Regions from separate parts of the Danio rerio genome. Here region 1 is linked to region 2. The links are chromatin contacts, called in public Micro-C maps. All regions are on one chromosome and are shown on one strand. The core of a region is the stretch at or near the end of the contact, and the rest is flanking DNA. Distances in the headings are between cores, read along the strand shown. Region 1 overlaps mcm9 (minichromosome maintenance 9 homologous recombination repair factor). Region 2 has its middle 28 kb from the start of fam184ab.

Evidence for each region. A called contact is a pair of places that touch in the nucleus more often than the background predicts.
Region 1: a contact with region 2 is called in a Micro-C map of caudal fin, with 9 times the contacts expected there. The contact joins two enhancer-like sites. A contact is called at or near these places in 1 of 18 Hi-C or Micro-C datasets (caudal fin) and 1 of 4 datasets of contacts at active chromatin or transcription factors (caudal fin).

The regions. Positions count from the first base shown.
Region 1 is chr20:45,106,142-45,110,759 of GRCz12tu, reverse strand. The region is part of intron 2 of mcm9 (minichromosome maintenance 9 homologous recombination repair factor); the gene reads right to left. Among named protein-coding and RNA genes, the nearest start is that of mcm9, 12 kb to the right of the region's middle. Within about 2 kb of position 1,594, at least 2 of the 62 cell types and tissues checked have an H3K27ac peak or open chromatin away from gene starts, as enhancers often do. A contact at or near this core is called in caudal fin, where this site is marked.
Region 2 is chr20:44,812,599-44,817,507 of GRCz12tu, reverse strand. No RefSeq gene overlaps it. Among named protein-coding and RNA genes, the nearest start is that of fam184ab, 28 kb to the left of the region's middle. Within about 2 kb of position 2,562, at least 1 of the 62 cell types and tissues checked has an H3K27ac peak or open chromatin away from gene starts, as enhancers often do. A contact at or near this core is called in caudal fin, where this site is marked.

The DNA.
Region 1 (4,618 bases), core at 345-2,844, 290 kb before region 2:
TGATTTAGGAACCTCATAGCCTTTAGGAATCTCAAGTCTGGCCTTGGTTTGCTGCAGTTTGGTCAGAGTCAGTTGTTCCTCTACCAGATGAAGCTGTGCTTCTGCTCTTTCAGTATCTTTTTGCAATTGTTGAAGGTGATTTCAAAAATCAGTGATTGCCATTCTTTGCATTTTTTTTGGTTATTCTGTAATCATTGCATGCATCACTAATAAATATTCTAAAAACAAAAATATTTTCCATTGTGATGAATATATATCCACACTAAATCCACCCTTCTGATGAGATCAGTTTAATCCATGTTTTTTGGATCAAAGTGATCCAAATCCTACAAAAAAGGTCTGAAAAACCCAAAGTAAAGGTTTGATTTGGATCAAAACCAAGATTAGATTATGTGATCTAATCCGATTAGTTAATCAGGTTTTTTCTTTTGAAAAACCCATTTTCAAGATTTGATCCAATCCCTTATCCAAAATCCTAGTGGATTACTTTTGAAAAACCGGGCCCAGGGTTTTAAAACCTTGACTTTTACAAACCGTGGTATACCTTGAACACGGTTATCATCTCATGCCTACTCTTATTAATTATTCACCTTCATATGATCTCAATCCACCAAGCTCTTTGTTCATCTTCGGAAAACTAATTATCCTCATCCTCTATAGACAGCAACATCCCAAATCTGCCAAAAAACAACAACGATTTGACAACACAGAATGCCTCAAACTTCTACATCAGATCAGGATGCGCATTTACTATGGGCAATTTGATGCTTGAGTCGCACTGCTGACTCTAATGACATTATACAAATACAGGAAGGAGGCCAAATACTGGAAGCAACTGAAAATGTGCTAATAATTTGCTAAAACAAAAATTCAGAAAATAAGTTTCACACTTTGGCAAAACAAAAGGTATTAGAGTAATTTAATTATGACTGAAAATATTATTATTATTATTTAACAAATAACAACAATTAATAACAATTTAATATTTTTTAATTCAATACGTTAAATACATTATGCTGACGTCAACATGGTAAACAATTGCATTACTTGAGTACTTAACGTCAGCAATAATTTCAGCAAAAAAATAAATAAAGTTTTCTAACAATCTAAAACAAATGTTGAATTTCTGGGTAACTATTTCTGTTGAAGGAATAAGCAAGCATCCTATTAAACACTAGATGACAGTGTTATTCCACCACAGCCTTCAAGGCTCCGGCTCGAGTAGTGTTGATCTACAACTGGTAGATGGCGCTGCATACTCATTCATGAAAAGTTCAAAAGCGGAGTTACAACCTCTTGCATTTTCTTGCATAATAAACCAAATCAGAGCACATTCAATATTTGAATATGACCCCGCCTGGCACAGTTTCATCATAGAAAAACATAAAAGAAAGAAGAATCTGAAAAATGTCAAAGTTACTTAGGCAATAATAAACCTGCAAGCGCTTTTTCCCGTTTCCCCGTATAACCACAGACTGCAGTGGAGAAAATGGCTTTGTGAGCGTGTTGATTTGGATGAGTCACATCTGCAGGGCTGCAGATGAAGAGCATGTAATTACAGGTGACGGCAATCATCTCCTACAGGACATGAGAGAAAAGCTCTTGGCTTCGTCACAATGTAAACCATCCATCCCACATACCTGAGGGATCAAACACAAGCCTCTCCTTCAGCCTACACGTCATCTCAAACAATCTTCAGACTCTCGCAGTGCATGGCAGGCTGCTGGGTTTAGACAAGCGGATTAGGGCTGTGAAAAATGGAGTATACATGATCTGGATTTAAATAAGCACCTTTGTTTATGTAAGATCATCAAGGTCACATCAGTAGATGACAGAATCAAATGAATCATATAAAGCCATTTTAAAATCGATCAAAGTCGTCTTATAGTTTTTTAAAACAACTGTTGAGTAATTACTGTGCAGTGCACATTTGACAACCATACAAAAGAAAAATTAAAGTCAATTATTAATTAATTAAATTATTATAAGTCAGTATAATATAGTATAATATAATATAATATAATATAATATAATATAATATAATATAAGTGACACGGTGGCTCAGTGGTTAGCACTGTCGGCTCACAGAAAGTTAACTGGTTCAAGTCCCAGCTGGGGGTCCCTAGCATTTCTGTGGTGTTCCCGGGTGCTCCAGTTTCTCCCACAGTCCAAAGACTTGCGGTACAGGTGAATTGAATAAACTAAGTTGGCTGTAGTGTATGAGTGTGTATAGATGTTTCCCAGTACTGGGTTGCAGCTGGAAGGGCATCCGCTATGTAAAACATGCTGGATAAGTTGGCGGTTCATTCTGCTGTGGCGACCCCTGATGAATAAAGGGACTAAGCTAATATATAATATGCTATACACAGGGAAAAATTTTTATCATATAATCACTGCATTAAAGTGCTATCAAATAAACCAAAAAAAAAACAAAACAAAAAATGTGCACTTACATATTGTTCTTTTTGAAAATTCGATTAATACACGAAAGTAAAATGACTTATCATTTGAGCTTACATTCATTTAAAAATTGTGATCTTCTGATGAAAAAGTTATTACAATTAGCACAAAAATATTAGCCTGTTTTCAGCACTGATAAATGGTTGAGCAGCAAGTCAGCATATCAGAATGATTTCTGAAGAATCCTGTAAGACCGAAGTGATGATGCTTTATATAGTTTCATATATAGTTTCAGCATCAATATCACAATGCGTGTGCCCACTGGGCATGGGACAATGACAGTTTTCAAGGTATACTACGGTTTGGAAAAGTCAAGGTTCGACTCTGCGGAAAACCATAAAGAATTGTTTATTTGAACTTTTGTCTTTGGTCCTATTGTAACTATTCTAACTATGTACAACGGCAAAAAACTGAGGTGCGCAGGGCACCGCAAAACACTCACGGCTGTTAGTAAACCATTTAAAAGATGCTCCTCTCAAAGCAAACAGCATGTCCGCTGTGATCGGCACCTAATGCAGCCAAACCTACAAAAAAATATATAATATTTTTTAATCGTTAAAAAACGCACCCTATCAGTAAACGGTTAATCGAATGTTATGAGCATCACCATTGCTTTCCTTACAATAATAAGCTTAAAAAAAAAACTAAAAAAAAACAAAACTATATATTTCAGTTATTAAAAAAATAACTTCACAGTATTACTTTTTATGAAATCAAGTTTTGAAATGTGATATTTATTCATTGGGATAAACCCCTTGAGATCTTATTTTCAAGGGGGTCCCACAATTAATCACAATCACATTATAATAACACCAAAAGACAAAACAAAACATAACTTACACAACATACAAAAAACATAACATAACATAAAAAACTAAATAAAATAAAAAAAAAGAAAGAAAAAAAAGGAGGGGGGGTGGGGGTGGCTTGGAGAAGTATACACACATACATACTAGAGGTGTGAACCTGTACTGGTCTCACGGTTCGGTTCGGTTACGATTATCATGCCATTTATTCGGTTCAATTTGATATCTCGGTGCATTGACGATGCTTTCAATATATAGTGTTATATTTTAGGGGGGAGGCTATAACAAGCTGTCTGTATAAACACACAGACACACAGCAACACACTGTCTCTCATTCAAACACATTCACAAACATAGACAGCATCAAACAAACAAACACACACACGCACACACACACACACAAACAAACACACTTAAGCCCTTGCAACAGGGAGAGCTCGCGCTGAACGGAGCAGAAAAACGAAAAAGAACGAAAAAAATAAGCACTTTTCCGACGGTCCCTTACAGAGAGCTCCTCTCAGCGCGAGCTCTGCCGGCTAAAGTAAACGCAGACTGCGAGGGCTTAAACGGAGCAGTGCTCGTAATGTCGAGCGAAAAAAAGAAAGACAGCTGTGAAACATAACCAGCTTTGGAAACACACTTTAGATCTTTTTAGGGTAAGCGTTTTTTTGAGTTATTGCCGTCTATAACGGAAAGTGTGTCAGGAAAATCGAAAACAAAACCAACTAAAGCGCGCTCATTTCTGGCGCCCCCCTGGATATACAGCGCCCTAAGCATTTGCCTATGGTGCCTATGCCACGGGCCGGCCCTGAGTTGGCTGAGTGTTGTAAATAACGGCGCTCACCTCCCTCGCGACAGAGCGCATAGGAGATAAATGACATGAGTACATAATAACTGGTTATGGTTATTACTGAATCGATACCGAATTGTTCGCGTCTGCATCGCAGTGCACCGAAGAAACAATTAATTTTGACACCCCTAATACATACATACATACATATATATATATATATATATATATATATATATATATATATATATATATATATATATATATATATATACGTAGTGCAAAAACTATACAGATCAGTGAATCCAATCATCAAATAAAAATTAACAACCTCAGAAAAAACAAGTATCAAAAAAAAATATGATAAAGTTTGCTTAAAAACCATAAATGATGCAATGGATCGAATGTTAGCAGGGCAATTATTCCAATCTATTGGATCCCTAAAGATAAAAGCTCTTTAACCCAAGAATTTTTTACAACGAGGAACAAAAAAATAAGTCTGAACACAATGTCTAACTTTAGAAATTAAAGGGAAAAAAAATACAAAATAATGTTGTAAATA
Region 2 (4,909 bases), core at 1,313-3,812:
ACCTGGACCAGGACATACACTACTGACAATTTAGCTTACCGAATTCACCTATAGCACATGTCTTTGGACTTGTAGGGGAAACCAGAGCACCTGGAATAAACCCACGCAAACACAAGGAGAACATTCTGAACATTCAAACTGACCCAGCCGGGGCTTGAACCAGTGACCTTGCTGTGAGGTGACAGCACTACCATAAGGTGGCTGCACACCTAAATATATAAATATTTGTATGTGTGTTTACTTACAGTAATAGAGTTGATAGCAGAATAAATAAATAACATAAATAAAATAAATTAAATATTAGGTTTCTTAAATTGTATTAAATGATAAGATACAAAAATAATAAAGGAATTAAAAATAATAGTACAATAAATTAAATTAAATACAATACAAAATAAAATGAATTTTTACTTGTGTTTACTTACAAAATTGCAGCTGATAGTAGCATAAATAACTAAATAAAACCTAAGTTTCTTATATTTTATTATAAAATATAAAACGTTTATTTAAGAAATACAAAAAATAAAATGAGATAAAATAAATAAATAAATAAAATTACAACAAATTAAAATAAATTGAATACAACATAAAATTATTTGTATGTGTTTACTTACAGAATTACAGATGATAGCAGCATAAATAAATAACATAAAATAAAACATTAGTTTCTTATATTTTATTTAAAAATATAAAAAGTTTATTTCTGAAATAAATAAAAATAAAATAAAATAAAAAAATGAAATAAAAAATACAATAAATTTGAATTCAATAAAAACAACACAACAAAATTATATTGTAAATTAAAATATAAAATAAAATAAACATTAAAATAAACAATAAAATAAACAATAAATTAAAAAATATATATAAATAATAAAAAATAACACAATAAAGTGAAATAAATTAAATACAACATAACATAAAGCAGATTATTATGTGTGATTATATAATTGCAGCTGATACCAGCATAAAATAAAATATAAGTATTGTATATTTTATTAAAAAATATAAAAACTTTATTTATGAAATACAAAAATTAAATTAAATTAAATAAATAAAAATTCAATAAAAAATAAAAAGATTAAAATAAATTACATTAAATACAACACAACATAAAATAAACTGAATTGCAGCTGAAAGAAGCGTAAATAAATAATATAAAATAAAATAAGTTTCTTACATTTTATTAAAAAACATAAAACATATAAAAAGTATATTTATAAAAAAATTAAAAAATGATGCAATAATACAATAAAGTGAATTGAATTAAATAAAAATAAACAAAATAAATTATTGTGTGTTTACTGACAAAATTGCAGCTGACAGCAGCATCAGGTAGACACATAAATGGTAATGTAAACAAATAAATGATTTGCAAAATTATAGTTCATGGTATATTTTGAAACACCCTAATGTTTCAAATAAGGAGCATGTGCTGTTTGCAAATAAGCCTCAAACTATGACATCTTTTTACAAATACTTTAATTGCAACACAGGAATTTGCTTAGTAATGTGTTACATTTCAAATGATACATATTATAAACAAATTCTGCGAAGATAAAAAAAAAAAATCTGTTATTTTTAACGAGTTATTAAAACTATTATGTGTACAAATGTGATTTCATTAAACAGAAATTGGGGCGAAAAATAAACAAGGGGGCTAATAATTCTGACTTTAACTGTATTAAATGCATGACATTTTACAATAATATTTTGACATTTTACAACAGTATTTTAAATTAACAATACATTATTATGTTTATATATTTGTAGTATGTGTAATAAATATGAATATAGACTGATAATAAACCACACAATATCTATTTTTATAGTGCTAATTTACTTATGTAAATGTATGTATTTATTTATTTGATTTAAAACAGATTTATTTATTTTGATTACTTAAAAGCAATGCAAAAGTGCAAATTCAAACAAGAACTGTAGGTAAATCTTTTATTTGACTGGGGCTGTGACACATCAAGTGAAAATGGACATCAATCCATAGACAAACAAATCATAATTAACATTACAATCTATCAAAAAGTCACTATCCTACTTTAATGTTCCAAGATCACTTTAAAAATAAGATTATGACCCATGCCTAACGTTACCTTTCCATTTTGTGGTAATCTGCTGCCATCTAGTGAAATAATTGTGAATATTCCTGATTGTTGGACCGAAAATGGAATGTACCATTTGAGCTGAAAAATGCATAACACACTGCTTTAATTGTAGATTAATTACATATGATATTAGCAACTAATATTGTGAATAAATAATATTTTTTACACTTTATTTATTGTAACATGATAGAGGTAAACAAAAACATCCTGCAGTGTCACTCATTATTCATTAAAACTTATTAATCCTTGACTTTCTAATGATTATTTAACAGGCCTGTACTTTTTACAAAGCATAAGAATTGCAAGTACAAAGTCTGCCAGTGAATAACAAACAAGCATGTAATGTAATAAGCAAGATGACATTGTTTCTCACATATTAATGTGGCCCTTGACTTGCCCGAGGGCCTCAGCAATGATCAAAACATTCCTGTAAATGATTTCTAAGCAATCAAACAAACAAAGCTTGTAAAGTGCTACGCATACAGTTACTTGCTTTGTGAGGAAGGTGCCTGAGGCTGGTTTCAATGATGTTCTGCTTTTTATTTGCAAATGCAAATCTGCTGTTTCCAAAGCATTAGGAAGAGCAAATATGGTTATATATTTGCTTGTGTGCAGTTTTGTTCTGTGTTATCATCTGAAGCAGTGCAGCTTCACTGCCTGTGAGAATATCACACAAGAAACACTACAAAGAGAAAACAACACTGACATCCAAAACTTTTTTATAGATTATTTTTCTGCTGCAAATAAAAGTTATAATGCCTGGAAAAATTATTAAAACTATAGTGCATTAGGTGAAGGCTGGTTTACTGTATATGTGCATGCCTATTCAGTATATATACATCACTACATTACAGTATATACACATATAACTAAAAATAATCAAAGGTATTTGTACACACACACACACACACACACACACACACACACACACACACACACACACACACACACACACACACACACACTCATAAATAGATAGATCTATCAATCAGATTTACTGCAATCAATCAGTAAATCCATAAATTTAATTTAGTTTGATTTAATTAAATTTAATAATTAAGGGAAAGAAAATACAAATAATATTTTTGTCAATATTCCAACTGCAGAACGAAACAAAAACCAAAAACAACCAAATTAAATGATAAAAAAAATCTACATATTAATAGAAAATTCAGAACCAATTAATCAATTCCTTCTTTCTTTCTTTATTTATTTTTTTTTCATTTTCCTCTTCATTTTTTTGGTAGCATTATGCAAAGTTAAGATGCTTGTAACAAATAACAAGATAAAAGTAATCAATAAATTAATCAAATGAAATTGAATGAAACTAAATGAAATCAATCAATATTTAAGTGAAATAAATTACAAATAATATTTCTGACAATATTCGAGCTGCAGAACGAAACAAAAACTACCAACAACCAAATTAGATGATGAAAAACAGCTAGAAAACCTAGAGAACCAACAGTTTTTCTTTTTCTTTCTTTCTTTGTTTCTTTGAATGCATTTTTTGGTAGCGCTATATGCAAAGTTTAGACGGCTTGTAACATAATAAGCAATGCAATCAATTAATCAATCAAATCAATCGATCGATCAATCAATCAATCAAATCAATCAAATTAAATAATATCAAATCAACTCAAATCAATCAATTATTAAGTGAAAGAAAATACAAATAATATTTTTTGGCAATATTCCAGCTGCAGAACAAAACAAAAACCACCAACAACCAAATGATAAAAAAAAACATATAATTATTCATAGGAAATTCAGAGAACCAACTATTTTTGTTTGTTTGTTTGTTTGTTTGTTTGTTTGTTTGTTTGTTTCTTTCTTTCTTTCTTTATTTAATTACATTTTTGTAGCACAATCTGAAGTTTAAAGTTTAGTATTTTATAGTGAAAAAACAAATAATAAAATAAGATAACATGTATATTTGCATGAAGAAATGAAGGTTATTTTTTACTAACACTTTTATGCTGATTACATACATTGCCGCAAAGTTCTAGCCTCAGTATTGCTTGAATGGTGTAATAAAATAAAATAAAATAAAAATGTACACCATGAATGCACTTTATGTAATTTGTGGATAAAAGCACTGGAAGAAGAGCAAAATGTGAATAATCTAAAAAAGAAAAAGAAGAAAAAAATCTGATTTATCTAAACCAGGGGTGCCCAAATTTTTTTCTTATGAAGGGCCAAAAACCAAACTTGATTGAAGCTGGTGGACTGAAGGTAAATATAGTTGCCATAGGTAATTTCTTAATTTATTTAATAATATTTAAAAATAACTAGAAAACATTGCTTCATATTAACTGATACAGCATATTTTTTACATTTTATAATGAACTTATTACAGTTAATTTATAACAGCATGAGTTACACTAGTTTTTGCCTTGAATTGCTCAGGCACCGATAGCTTCAGCATTGTCCTCTATCCATTGAGTGACATTATTTACATTTTTTAAAATCAGCCTTTTTTTACAACATTTATTTCAGTTAGCTTTCTTGTAGCTCAGCAATAAAGCAGGGAAGCAAGCAAGCAAACAAACAAACAAAAAAAAGTTTCATCAAATTAGAAATGATTATCTTTTTTGAAGACATTCGCTCCAACCCTCTCTATCCTTCTCAAATGGAATGGTGGGTCAAATCAAAGGTTACAATCAGGCAACTTTGGGCATCACCGATCTAAACGGAAACGTGTGCCTCAAGTCAATTGCACATGCAGTTCCGACTGTGTCCATCAGGGGTCATACAATCCCCACAATCCAACGTCGATAAAAAGC